Regions from separate parts of the Zea mays genome. Here all the other regions are linked to region 1. The links are chromatin contacts, called in public Hi-C maps. All regions are on one chromosome and are shown on one strand. The core of a region is the stretch at or near the end of the contact, and the rest is flanking DNA. Distances in the headings are between cores, read along the strand shown. Region 1 has its middle 70 kb from the start of lox2. Region 2 has its middle 19 kb from the start of lox1. Region 3 has its middle 63 kb from the start of lox1. Region 4 holds the start of lox1 (linoleate 9S-lipoxygenase1). Region 5 holds the start of LOC100282317.

Region 1 (2,700 bases), core at 102-2,601:
AAGCTAGTAGAGACGATAGTGCAAAGGTAGGATACCTCCCCGCGCATCGGGCGTGACACTTTCGATGCATAGATATCACCTTTGCACAGATTTTAGATGACCTCACAACCACCACTACAAGAGCGGCCACATATGACAAAACACGGGCATCCTAGCTTCGCCTCCAACAAGGTGGACGGCACAGAAGCGCCATCAAAACCGGGGCTGACAGAAAGTCAAGAAAGGCTTTCGCCCATAACCAACGTGGTCGTCGCTGCACGGCCATCTGAACCTTTGGACACAAGTGTTGGCACAGAGGTCTAGGGTAGCCCGAGGGAAAGAAGTCGGCGATATAGAGGCCAAGAAAGCACTCAATCACAAAGATCTTACCGGAGGTCATGGAAATTAATACCTCGATGACAGATATGACACATAGATGAAATGACTGTCAGGAGACGGAGGTGGAACCCACGGGCTTAGCGGTGGGATATGATTGGAGAAGGGCGGTGGCGGGGGCCGTGGTCACTGGGAGGCGACAACGGAGGACAAAGAGAAGAAAAAAAGGTGTGGGCGGAGGGGAGTAGGAGGGCCTAGACTCAACTATACCAAGGACGATGACAGTGGTGGAGGTAGGTGGCAGCAGAGGTGTGAGGTGAAGAAGAAATAGTGGGAGGGGGGAGGTGGGTGGGCGCCGGACCATGACAGTTGTCTGGGGATAGAGAAGCCCACGGAGACGGCGGTGAGGATGGGGTGAGACGGAGCGCGAGGGAGTACTCCTTTTTAGATCACAAGAAGTTTGTTTGTATTTTAAAAAAAGTTTGAGCCAATTTAGAAAAAAGTAAAAATGACATGCATGTAAAGATCTTGAGCATTGTCCTGTGTAACGCACGGATATTAAAACATGGGAACTAAATTAGATCTTTTCCTCCGCCTTGTATAGCTTCTGCGGACTAGTTTTAAAACTCTATTTTTTCAAAAGATTTTATTTTTCTGAGTGAAAATAAACTAATTTCTCTTAAAATCCTTTAAAAAAAATAGGGTTTCCAAACTAGAAACTTTTTTTCCCTATCCCTCTAATCCTTTTTGTGCGAAGATGGCTCACAAAAATATAGGGAAACGCCCGTATGGGACAGAGCCCGCGTAGCTTGCTTGTATTTTCCACCTGTGACGAGTGGGACGAACAAAGAATTGTTTGGGTAGTCTCGAGGGACGAACAAGTACCTAGCGACGAGACGATTATTATCTAAAAACGTGATTCACGCACGAGCAGCATGCACTTGATTTTCTTGTATGTACCCATTTGACACAGATTGGCAGCATCTAGCAACTTTGGTGACATGCATGTGAAAGGTCCCCCAGCTTGCTGTGACAATGACATGGCCACGCCCACGCCCACGCCCACGCCCGCACAGCAGGTTGGAGAATATTATTGATCCATCCATCATCGACTCTGCGACGACGAAAGGATGCAATCATGCATCATGGGGATTGTTCATCCAACTAAAGTTTATTTCTATCATCTTCAATATCTGAATGTTAATTATAAATATTAAATATAGTATAATTATAAAACTTACAAGATAAAGACTAGAAAACAAATATTGCAAAAAAAACATTATTAAGACTATAATGATGTGGTACATGACATATATAGTTAGCATACATGAGAGCATAAGACGGTTCTCACTAGAGAACGGAGTACGTAGCTCCTTGGGACGACAATGTTTATAGTAAATTCGCGGTTCGGTCTATGTAAAGATCCATGATTCGACAACTGTTGTTTTGTTAGCTTTTTAGAGACCAGGCTTTTACTCGTTTATATTCTGGTATAGAAGTATAGAACTGAACTCTTTGCGATTGTTTGCATATGTCGCTGACGCTTTTTATTTTCGAGCTTGGTTATATAAGTGCTTGAGCGTTATGGCTTAGTTGTGCAGCGTTTCAGGACGGTAGAGAGATTGGAACTTTTGTTTGTATTATTTAGAAAAAAAAGTAAGAAAAATATAAATATCTACTATACTTCACCAGTTTCAACGGTCGTCCCGTGTCATATTTTTACAAATAACCCCTATGCCGGACCACCCCTCGGCCCATTTAATTAAATCAGCGTAAAATGTTAAAAAATAGTGCAGGAGGTGGGGTTTGAACATAGGCAACGACTGTTATGCAAGCAGTCATTCTGTGCAAGCGTGCAAGCAAACCATGTGATCCATTATATTACGATCCAACCACAGATATAATCATGGTTTGTTAGGGGTTTTTTATAAAGATTATTGAGCTGGTGATGGAAGGGTTTAAGTGTTAAATGTGACCTATGGTTGGATCACGATCTAATGGATCAGATGGTTTGGTTGCACGCTTGCACAGAAGGACTGCTTGCATAACAGTCGTTGCCTTGAACATATGCCCAAATAGAAGATGGACGGAAGACACTGGGTGAAGCTGTCTAACCAGTGAAACATCATGATCAAATGTTTTTAGTATTGAATATAAATTGTATATATGTATGTACTTTTTTTGTAAAATAAAAAATATAATCGTGTCAGACCTGGCCAACACTACAGGCCGAGACTACAGCCCAAGCACGGCATGACATTCTTGGCTCTTGCAAGCATTAGGTCGTTTCTGATACCACATTGACGCAAATGACTCCATTGTGTTTGAGGTTGTTGGATTGGATGGAGCAACAATGATTTGTCACACTAACAGTAAAATGAAAGG
Region 2 (2,700 bases), core at 116-2,615, 190 kb after region 1:
CGTCCCTACTCTGTTTAATTTTAGGGACTAAAACTATTTAAAATACATTAAATCAATCATAAGAGGACTAAAATACCCTTAGCATTCTCCTGCCACTAGTGCAGTTGAAATAAAAGAGGAACAAAAAGTAGAATTTATATGGTTTAGGCTCTTTTAATCACCCCTTGAGGGACTAGAGACTAAAACAGTTTAGTCCCTATTTTAATCCCACCGTTTATCAATTTAGAGACTAAATAAGACTAAAATAGATGGATTAGTCCCTTAAACCAAACGAGGCCTAAACTTTACTCCCTGTACTAAGACTGTCTCCAGCAACGTCCTCTAAAATTTATCCTCTAAAGTAATATTCTCTGTCCTTTACAGAACACTCTAAAGGATTCCATCCTCTATATCTTCATCGACTCCAGCAGCGTCCTCTAAAATTCATCCTCTATATCTCATCCACTTTAATATGCCAACTTAACAAATTGAATATATTATTTTACTAAATCAGAACCGTCGTTTTTTTGCTTCGCAACGTCCGGAGCATTTCGTCGAGAACCTTGCACGCGATATCCCACCACCTTGGCCATGGCTACAATTTGGACCACCTCCTGCTGCTGCTGGCTCAACTATCCGCGCATGGGTACAGTTAGGAGCACCTGCTGCTGCTGCGCGGGGTCGTAGGCATGGGTGCCGCTGCTGGCTCAACTGTGTGGACGTTGCTCGGAGACGAGGACACCCATGTGCGCCGATGGATAGCGGGTGAACAGCAAAACACTAGATTTAGCGGTGGTCGGACAGACGCTATATTTTAGCGAATCTTTTACCGTTTCTTGCTAGGGCGGTAGCGAACGACGAAAAACTCTATATATAAAGTTGTGGATCATTTAGTGTCTCTTGCTGGAGACAACCTAAGGAATCAAACGGCCCCTTACTTCAAATCCAAAGTAACCATCACATTCATGGGCCGCCATATTTGTACCCCACATACACCCCACCCCACTAGACTAGTCTAGCAGACTAGCATTAAGAAGACTGATAAAGTTGCTCACACATTACCTATAGCTGTCATAAAGATGTCTTAAATTATTTTTACATTCGATCAAATGTCTAGAAACTAGCACGAATATTTATGACATAAGAGTATCTAAAAATATATCTAATGATAATTCGGTATCATAAATTTTAGCAATAATTCGGTGATAGCAATCTTTTATATAAGTTTGATTGCACACAAAAATATTTAATCTAAAACAACTCTGAAATTAAGGATTCATTTGAGTACAGGATGGTGCTTTACCCGAGACACTTGCTCATTCATTGATTGATCAGCGTGGGCCACAGTTCCAGCCCATGCAGCGGCAACACGTAGCCGCGTACTCGTGGAACACGAACTGGCCATTATTATCTGCCCACGCTGGCAAAATTGTCTGTAGTAGACATGAGCGCCTCTAACTTGTCGTTGTCTGAAACGACAAAAGTTTGCAATAATGATGAGATGGCAAGGGAACTAAATACAGTAATCTGTAAGAGGTGTACAGTAGATGATAGATTCATAAAAAAAAATAAAGTTTACTAAAAGGTTAAAGGGTAATTTGATGCGGTGGAACTAGAGATGTCCAAACGGGTGGGCCGTGCCGGCCCGGCACGGGCCCGCCTTTGGCCCGGCACGTTTCGGCCCGGCACGTTTCGGCCCGTTAGGTTGACGGGCCGTGCCGGGCTAGGCCACCGTGCCACATCCTAGGCCCAAGCACGGCCCGCACATAGCCGTGCCGTGCCGGGCCGGCCCGCAGCCCGTTAAGGCCCGCCGTGCTTTGACCGGGTGGGAAGAAAAATAAGTAAAAAAAAAGACTAAAAACAAACTTTGCTAGGATTTGAACCTTGGTTGGAGGGTTTAAAATGCTTAGTTGCACCACTCTAGCCAACTAAACCAAACTTATTTTGTATCTAAACTATTAAAATTGCTTATAATATACAAATAAATGCACTGGAAAATAAAATAAAAAACCGGGCCGTGCTCGGGCCAGCACGGCGTGCCACGGCAGCGGCCCAAGCCCGGCCCGACTAACGGGCCGTGCCGGCCCGGGCCCGTCAACCACCGGGCCGTGCCGTGTTCGTGACGGGCCAAAATCGTGCCGTGCCACGGGCCGCCCGACGGGCACGGCCCATTTGGACATCTCTAGGTGGAACTATGTTTAGAAATTAAAAACATGTAAAACAATCCATAACGGACCGAGAAAAATTAGTTTGCCTATTTACTATCTTCTGTCGATTCTTAACTGATGCTCGTTGCCTCGTTGGAGATGGAAATTATTAAATCATCGACGACCAACAGAAAATACATATCTTTTGTTAGCTATACGCAACCGACATAAATTACCTCCGGTCATGCTAACTTTCATCGGCTTGCGCCTCACAGAAGGAAAATAGCTAACTTAGATCGGCTAATAACCCAGTCGACGGAAGTTAGCTCTAGTCGCACTAACTTTCGCTCGCCAATTTAACTGACCTAAATTAATGGCTTGCACCAGTAATAAAATATGGTTTTATTTATTTCCCATAAAAATCATATAAAATTTCATTCATACACAACACACAAAATGGCACAATTACCACTTTATTTACAACTCAACAAACAACATTGGCATAAACAACCACATAAATATTCATAATTCAAATGTCTTACCACACACATCTCACAACTATTTTCTCACATCA
Region 3 (2,700 bases), core at 178-2,677, 150 kb after region 1:
GTGGAAAAAGCTGCTGTAGGCTGTGTGCTGTTAAAAAGCTAAAAATCGTTTGGTGGAAACCACTAAAAGTCGTTAAAAGTTCTTCGATATATGTTTTCACAGTTCCATCCAAAAGCCACTAAAAGCAGGTCCAGGGGTGCTTTCAGTTTTGCACTACGAGAAAGTCGGCTTTTAGAAAAAGCTGCTTCCTGGATCCAGCCCTTTGGTTGGCGTTTGGCTTTTAGGGGGCAAAAGCCAAAGCCAAAAGCCAAACCAAACACACCCTTATCAATTCGTAGTTGAGAGAGAGGGAGTAGTCGGATGGGACTGGAGGTTGATCCCCCAGATGGAGGCCAAGCACCCGTACGTGTATGTCTGGTGCCCCGCAACTCTCCTGTTCATAGGGGTGAAAAAGGTCGAAAACGATTGGTAAACACTAAAACATTTTTATTTTCATATTTTTTTTCCAGAAACGAGATTTAAAACAGTAACTCTGGAAACGAAAACAACATCGATAATTCGGAAACATCTGAAATGAAAGTTCAGTATGAAAATTACACGATTATGATGGTAAAAACGGTAACATGTACCATCAATTGACTTCAAAAATTCACGCAAGTCATACATTTATATAAAATTAGTAATAATATATAAGGTAGGAGGTCACAATAAATATATAAGGCAAGAAGTCATACAATAATAAAATCATTATTATGTATCTAAATAAAGTAAAATCAAGATGTGTATAATGATGACACTTACATTGTAATTGTACTCCTACTACTTGACATAGTCAATATAATTAGTGTTCTCTTGGTCCTTCTTAAGTTCTCGTGCAAATTTTGAATATATGTATCAAAAGTAATAACATGTAAGAAAACATAAAAAAGATTTAATAAAAGTTTTTAAGTAGTTCTAAACTATATACTATTAGATAGATCTTGATTTTAGGAAATTAATACAATTAGTGTCATATTTTTATAAGCTAAAATGAATCTATTATGAATTTATAAAGATTAGTTCAGATTTAATATTTTCTGAAAAACACCGTATTTATTACCGATAAATACAGATAATAAAATACCGATTAAAATGATAATTTTTGGAACGGTCGGAACAGACCTGAATCATTTCAGTTTCTAATTCGGATTTTTTTTAACCATTTCTATTTATATTTAGACTTAAATTTTGATAAAACTTTATAAACGATTCCGGTATAAAAAATTATCGTTTCCGTTTTCACGCATGTTCATCGCGTGATGGTGTATACGGTGTGGATACTCCGAAACGTACACGTACTAGGGACATGGCAGCAACCAAAGATAATCAAAGATATTCTCAACGATTTTCGGGAACGTGGATCTCGCTGCGGCGGCATGGCAAGAACCTCTAGCGACGTGTCCGGGAAATGATTGGCCGGAAGTAAGGACTTGGGCGTACGTCCCAACACAGAACTCGTGCGCCGCATGGGGAAATGGCAGCAAGCACGTTCGCTCCGATCCGCACCTTCTGTGCAACAGATACCCAAAGATTGGACGCTAGGACCGTGAAATTTGCAGCTCATTTTTTTTTACCTGCAATCAACTGCTCTCCAGGCCGACTCGACTCTCAATATATATCCATCGTATCAGTTGATGAGTTGATTTCGAGATGGAAGACAATAAACTACTGGAAAAGTAAATCTAAATTTAACATTCACTCCGTACATATGTTATAACTAGGTAGTTGCCCGTACGATGTCACGGAACACAAATTGCGAGTCTCCAATAGACTTAGAGCCCTGACGACATGCGGCGTGAATACAAATTACGTGTGGTAGGGTTTAGAATGTATAAAATGACGGTTTTCTATTATCGCAACGAGTCGGCTGATACCATATTTACGTTGATTTTGGACGATTTTGACTAAACTGGTACTTATAGAAGCGAGCTGAAAAGCTGAGCGTTTGACTGTCTGTAGCAGCTTTTGTTGGTCACAAGCTGAAAAAGGTTGAAACAAACAGATCATTGTAGCGCTAAATTGATTCTCTTCGAATGTGCCGAATGTGCGTTCAATAAACGTGTGATACTTACTCCAGGACTAAGAGTGCCTTAATTAACCATTCACGGAGTAGCTGCACAGTCGCCTTTTTTGTTCAACTTTTTTCTCATGATCCTTTTCAGAATCTAGCTGCAGTGAGAATTTAGTTATGAAGTGGTTCCTAATGCGAGAGTGTATTGGTGAAGTGGTTCCTGATGCAAGAGTCGAAGTTACTCAAGGACTGGTACCGACATCAATGGAAGGAATGAAGTGGTGACTGGACAATATTTATTTCTAAGAAACTATACAATAGTTCAAGACAAACTCAACAATAGTTACTGATAAACAGAAAAATAGTTCATGAGATTGAACAATAGTTCCTAAGAAACTGAAGAATAGGTCCTGGGAAACTATACAATAGTTCATGAGAAAATAATCTCTAGTTCCTGAGAAACTTAAAAATAGTTCAGTTGAGACTGAACAAAAGTTCTCGAGAAACTGAAGAATAGTTCCCGAGAAACTATAAATAGCCTCAGTAGTACACAAACTTAGCCATTTAGAGCCACAATATAGATAGATTGCTAGTACCTCATTCACAAAAAGCAGGTTTCTCTTAAACATATGCTTTTTAGCCACAACAAGCACACGTACATAGATTTAGCTCTCTGTAGTACAAGTGCAATGCATTACCTCATCACTACA
Region 4 (2,700 bases), core at 121-2,620, 210 kb after region 1:
GTCGGCTATGGTAAAATCGACGAGGATTAAAAATTAATCCCCGTTGGCCTAGTTAATTCCCATCGGTTGGACCAGGCCGACGAGAATTAAGGCTTATCCCCGTCAGCCCACGTGGCCAGCAAAAGTTAAGGCCAATTCCCGTCGGTTGGACTAGGTCGACGGGAGTTAAGGCTTATCCCGTCGGCTAGTCCTTGGCCGACGGGAATTACTTATTCCCGTCAGCTAACGACGGGAATAAGTTTATCCTCGACACCTGATGGCCATCGGTTTGATGCCGACGGAAGTTAGCCAGTTACCGACGGGAATTAGTTATTCCCGTCGGTTTATAGGTTATTCCCGTCGGTTTTTAGCCGACGGGAATTAACTGGATTCCTGTAGTGAAAAGAGGGTTTTGTTGCCAATACCAGTAGTAACAATCGTGGAAGCGTGGAATAAATCTCTATCACTTTTGTTGCAAGGGATCTCCAAGTTTTCCCAGGGTCTCTCGGTTTGCTTCCATTTAAACCAATACCATCTTAGTCTCAGAGCCCTAGCGAATCGCTCTAGGTCTAGGATGCCCAGTCCCCCTAAGTCTTTTGGTGAACAGACTGTTGGCCAATTGACCAAGCAATAATGGCCACCATAAACGTTTTCTGGTTACATACCTTTACATAAGAAACTTCTTTGATATCGATCAATTTTTTTGATAAACCATTTTTGAATAGGGAAAATAGTGAGGTGATAAATAGGTTGCGCCGAAAGAACTGTCTTTATCAAAGTTTCGCGGCCTGCCGATGATAGGAGCTTCCCCTTCCATCCTTGAAGGCGACTTCCAATTCTGTCGATTAGGGGTTGGACATCGATGTGCAACAGAAGGCCTAGGTATAGAAACTTTGCAATCTTAACAGGGAAGCTTTGCTGGATTTTAGCTACCGTATTCTCTGAGCAGCGAATTGGAAAGATCTCAATTTTGTTCAGGTTGACCCTCAGCCCCGAGCAACACCCAAAGATATGAAGGAACCTCCTCAGACGTGTGAGCTCCTGCTGACTTGGATTTGCAAAAATAGCAGCAGCATCAGCATTGAGAGAGCATCCCAAACACAGTTGTCTTGATACAAGTTATAAGTCCAAAGCTTGGATAATTTTGCTAACTGTTGGTCAGACTTTACAATAACTCAAATTTTGTCTGGTGAACATATGCTTATCAAGGGAGTATAGTAGTTGAAACATGGTGACGTGATACACGTGGTTTTGGTTCTAAGAAAGATGCTCGACGTGAGATATATATAAACATATCTTCATGGGCCACCAGCTGTGTCTCCCGCTCTATAAATAGCTGGCCTGCTCGCTCGATCAGCCATCACCGACTCACACTCACACAGCAAATACCCCACAAGGCCACTCCAAAGACCTAGTAGTGGAACCGAAGATGTTCGGGAACATCGGAAAGATCCCCATCATCGGCGACCTGACGGGCAGCAACAAGAATGCGCACCTCAAGGGCAACGTGGTGCTCGTGCGCAAGACCGTGCTCGGCTTGGACGTCACCAGCATCGCCGGCTCCCTCCTCGACGGCATCGGCGAGTTCCTCGGCCGCGGCGTCACCTGCCAGCTTATCAGCTCCACCGTCGTCGACCCTAGTGAGCAGAGCACCCCTCCCTTCCTGCCTCCTCCTTGCCTTCTCAGCTCTCTTACATGCATCAGTAATGAAGAGGGAAAAAATGTCGTTTTCAAGAAAAGAAAAAAAAACAGAAAGCGACAAAATTAAATTATCTACGGATGGATGCTTGAGACGAACAATGAGGAAAACGACGGCAGATGAATCCACTTTAAATCTACTAGCACAGTAAACCGGATCCAGACAAAGAACGGACCGTGTTTTTTTAGCATAGCAGTAGTGCATTTCACACGTTGGTCGTCTGACGGCGACGCTGACCGGCGCGCGCGTGCACCGTGCAGACAACGGCAACCGCGGGAAGTTGGGCGCGGAGGCGAGCCTGGAGCAGTGGCTGCTGAACCCGCCGCCGCTTCTGTCCAGCGAGAACCAGTTCCGCGTCACCTTCGACTGGGAGGTGGAGAAGCAGGGCATCCCGGGCGCCATCATCGTCAAGAACAACCACGCCTCCGAGTTCTTCCTCAAGACCATCACCCTCAACGACGTCCCCGGCCACGGCACCATCGTCTTCGTCGCCAACTCATGGATCTACCCGCAGTCCAAGTACCGCTACAACCGCGTCTTCTTCTCCAACGACGTGAGTCGTTAGTAGCCCGTCCGTTGTCCATTGGCAAACCAACCTAGGAGCAGGGTCATCAGCTGGCATGAACACGCGCAATCTCCTTCTCTACGTACACAGACGTACCTCCCCAGCCAGATGCCGGCGGCGCTGAAGCCCTACCGCGACGACGAGCTCCGGAACCTGAGGGGCGACGACCAGCAGGGCCCGTACCAGGAGCACGACCGCGTCTACCGCTACGACGTCTACAACGACCTGGGCCTGCCTGACAGCGGGAACCCGCGCCCCGTCCTCGGCGGCACCAAGGAGCTCCCCTACCCGCGCCGCTGCCGCACCGGGCGGAAGCCCACCAAGAGCGGTACGTGCGTCGTCCCCGGCCGATCCATGCGTCCCCGTGCCACCCCCTCCCTCTCTGCTTTCGTTTCCCCCCTGTCCTAACCAACCAACGTTGGTACGACCGACATACAGACCCCAACAGCGAGAGCAG
Region 5 (2,700 bases), core at 169-2,668, 140 kb before region 1:
TCCTTATGCCAATTCATGGAGATTCATAGTTAATACCTTGCTGATAGAATCATCTGAATCCTCGGTGCAACATTTATGGCAATCCTCCACCAGCTCTGCACAGAACCAAAGTGTTGTTTAGATTTGAAACAATCATATGGCATAACGCATAAATAGCAGATGTGGAAATGAGTCCACCCCTAGTTTCTTTGCTGTGACTAATGGAGTCATGTAGCAACTGGAACAAAAGATATTGCAAGAAGCAACAAACAGAGCTGGCAAAATATATTCCTCCAAATTAAAGTGTTCAGTTGGTGACAATAAGGTTGTTTCCAGTCCATTCTGATGCAGGTAGCTTCAGCTCTTTGACTCTGTCTTCAAGACTAATATTGCTCGGCTTTTATAGAAGGCAGATTAAGGCCTCGCATCATCTGGATAACACGAGTTCAGAGTTCTATAGAGTATAGAGTGCTACTAGGGGGCTAACCCAAATAGTGAGGACAATGCATAACCAGCACCACCTGATCTACAATTTCTGAGCTAAGAGCAAAACCTAAAGTTTTTTAGTCCAATCAACATAGGTTCATAAAGCCTCCACTAATCCCAGAAATCCATTTCGCTGCCCGTTTCAAGTTTTATTAAAAGAAAAAAAAAACGAACCTCTCATCAGGACTGCAAAAAAAAAGAATCGTGGGGAAATCTGAAATCCATCAATGCTCAGTGAGCTAATCCTAAAGTTCTCTCGTGATTTAATACGATTCGTCAACTAGGTCGTGGTTGGTATGTCGTCTAAAAATCGCTCTCAACAGTAACCACCCTCAATAAGAAGGTTTGGCATTTAAAGTGATCCGATTTCTAAGCCTGCCTGCAAGATACGCAGCGAACGTCAAACCGCTCCTCGCAGATTCCACATCCGAGATGAGAAAGCTGACATATTCGGAATTTCGGATCCGAACGACCCCTCCCTGCTCCTACGGCTACGTGTTCCCGGTTGAGATCGGAAATCCAATCAGCACTCAGCAGCAGCGCACCGAGTGCGTGGTGTCGCGCGCCGGAGGGACGATCCGGGCGTACCTTGGTCCTTGACGAACTCGGAGAGCGCGTTGCAGTCGGAGCAGAGAGCGAGGCCGGTGAACCCCAGGTCCTCGCACTCCCTCGCCCCGAGCCGCTCGCCGCGGCAGAGGCCGGAGCAGCACACGAGGACCAGGGCGACGGCCGCCGCCGCCACGGGGAGATACGACCGATCCATATCTCCTCCCCCGCGCCCCCCGACTAGCGTGCTGCCTGGACTCCGGAGCTGCCGCAAGCACCACCACGACGACGACGACGACGACTAGAGGCAGGCCGGCCGTGCGGTTTCCGGCTTCCCCTGGTCTTTCGAGCCGTGAACAAGCGGCCTGCGGTCCGCGGCGTAGATGGGCCTTCTCTGTATGCAAGATGCAGATACGGTCGGGCCTCGATATGGTTCGGCCCAATTTTCCATTGCTCGCTGTTCAGGTCCAGTGCGGCCGCTCGGAACTGACTAGTAGAGTATCTCTATAGATTCTGAATTCTGAACTCTGAATCTGACTGAAGCCTGGAGCCCTGGACCATCACGATCTGTGTAGTGAAAATCTGAGAAAATTGAGTGCGTTTATTGTTCGTCGCCAATAGCACACCATGCCATCATGAACTCATCGATCACGAAAATCCAGCCAACATCACCACTCGTCCGTCAGTCATAGGGATGGCAATGGGTACCCGAAACCCGATGGGTAAAAACCCTATTAGAGCATGGATATGACAGATTTTGATATCCATAAGTATTTTATTAGGTCATTTGTTATGCCCATCGGGTACGGTGGGCGTAGGTATGTTCTCTGTTGCCCCATACTCGCTGTCCGATGGGGAACCCGCTAATATATTCAAATATTAAGTATTGTGTATTGAACAATTAGATTTGAAGGCATGATTTTGTCCACAATTTTATAGAATCAATGCTATGTTTTATGTGATTTGAAGGCATGATATTGCCATTTAATGTTGAATATTGTTGAACCTATGATAAAATTAGGTTGGGTTCGATACATTTGTTATGCTGGTACTTATTTTTGTGATTCAAATAATCATGTCTATCGTAATGTTAATGGGTATGAGTACCCGACGGGTACCCGCTACCCATGGTGGGTATGTGTATGGCGTAATTTTGTACCCACGATAGGTAGTGGGTATAGGTATAGGTCAATTTTTTTCTAGTGGGTATGAGTATGGCTTCGTATGTCCACCGGGTACCTTACCCACTGCCATCCCTAGTCAGTCGCACTGATCAGCTCGCGGCAACAAAGCACAGGCAGAACTGGGAGCACGGCATGTTCCGACCACCGTCCACATGGCTCGGCCCTTCTTCTTGGGCACGCACGCCGTGTTGCCATGTGATGCAGCGAAGAGGCTCCTGCTCCTGCTCCTGCGATGCACACGCTGTCCGCTGGCTGTAATCCATGCAGATGCAGGTGCAGGTGCGTGGGTTCAGACTTGAGAGCTGGAAGCCCACTGGTTTTGAACACCGTCCTTGGCACCACTGTACTACTAGCTTTGTTTAATCACGTCGGGTCGGCTAACCATAGATTAATATCGCCGTCGGTGTCCGGTGATTGCATCTCGTCTCATGATCGATGATGATTGATGAGAGAATGAGAGCTCGCGGTTTTCACGCGTCGGTCGGTGCGGGACAGGTCAGATTTG

Evidence for each region. Hi-C and Micro-C count contacts between places; a contact is called where the count stands out from the background.
Region 2: a contact with region 1 is called in a Hi-C map of tassel, with 2.3 times the contacts expected there. The contact joins two enhancer-like sites. A contact is called at or near these places in 3 of 25 Hi-C or Micro-C datasets (leaf and tassel).
Region 3: a Hi-C map of root tip shows a contact between it and region 1, with 3 times the contacts expected there. The contact joins two enhancer-like sites. A contact is called at or near these places in 6 of 25 Hi-C or Micro-C datasets (bundle sheath, ear, leaf and 3 more).
Region 4: a Hi-C map of leaf shows a contact between it and region 1, with 6 times the contacts expected there. The contact joins the promoter of lox1 here to the enhancer-like site in region 1. A contact is called at or near these places in 6 of 25 Hi-C or Micro-C datasets (bundle sheath, leaf and root tip) and 1 of 3 datasets of contacts at active chromatin or transcription factors (leaf).
Region 5: a contact with region 1 is called in a Hi-C map of leaf, with 3 times the contacts expected there. The contact joins the promoter of LOC100282317 here to the enhancer-like site in region 1. A contact is called at or near these places in 8 of 25 Hi-C or Micro-C datasets (bundle sheath, ear, leaf and 3 more).

What each region holds. Positions count from the first base shown.
Region 1 is chr3:173,225,375-173,228,074 of Zm-B73-REFERENCE-NAM-5.0, forward strand. No RefSeq gene overlaps it. Among protein-coding and RNA genes, the nearest start is that of lox2, 70 kb to the right of the region's middle. Within about 2 kb of position 1,352, at least 14 of the 20 cell types and tissues checked have an H3K27ac peak or open chromatin away from gene starts, as enhancers often do. A contact at or near this core is called in bundle sheath, ear, leaf and 2 more, where this site is marked.
Region 2 is chr3:173,420,251-173,422,950 of Zm-B73-REFERENCE-NAM-5.0, forward strand. No RefSeq gene overlaps it. Among protein-coding and RNA genes, the nearest start is that of lox1, 19 kb to the right of the region's middle. Within about 2 kb of position 1,366, at least 17 of the 20 cell types and tissues checked have an H3K27ac peak or open chromatin away from gene starts, as enhancers often do. A contact at or near this core is called in leaf and tassel, where this site is marked.
Region 3 is chr3:173,376,089-173,378,788 of Zm-B73-REFERENCE-NAM-5.0, forward strand. No RefSeq gene overlaps it. Among protein-coding and RNA genes, the nearest start is that of lox1, 63 kb to the right of the region's middle. Within about 2 kb of position 1,428, at least 12 of the 20 cell types and tissues checked have an H3K27ac peak or open chromatin away from gene starts, as enhancers often do. A contact at or near this core is called in ear, root tip and tassel, where this site is marked.
Region 4 is chr3:173,439,440-173,442,139 of Zm-B73-REFERENCE-NAM-5.0, forward strand. lox1 (linoleate 9S-lipoxygenase1) reads left to right here and starts at 1,371. Exons shown (of 7, transcript NM_001111533.2): 1 at 1,371-1,619; 2 at 1,939-2,231; 3 at 2,334-2,571; 4 at 2,682-2,700. The coding sequence starts at 1,409.
Region 5 is chr3:173,089,779-173,092,478 of Zm-B73-REFERENCE-NAM-5.0, forward strand. LOC100282317 reads right to left here and starts at 1,419. Exons shown (of 4, transcript NM_001351129.1): 1 at 1,054-1,419; 2 at 37-95. The coding sequence starts at 1,228.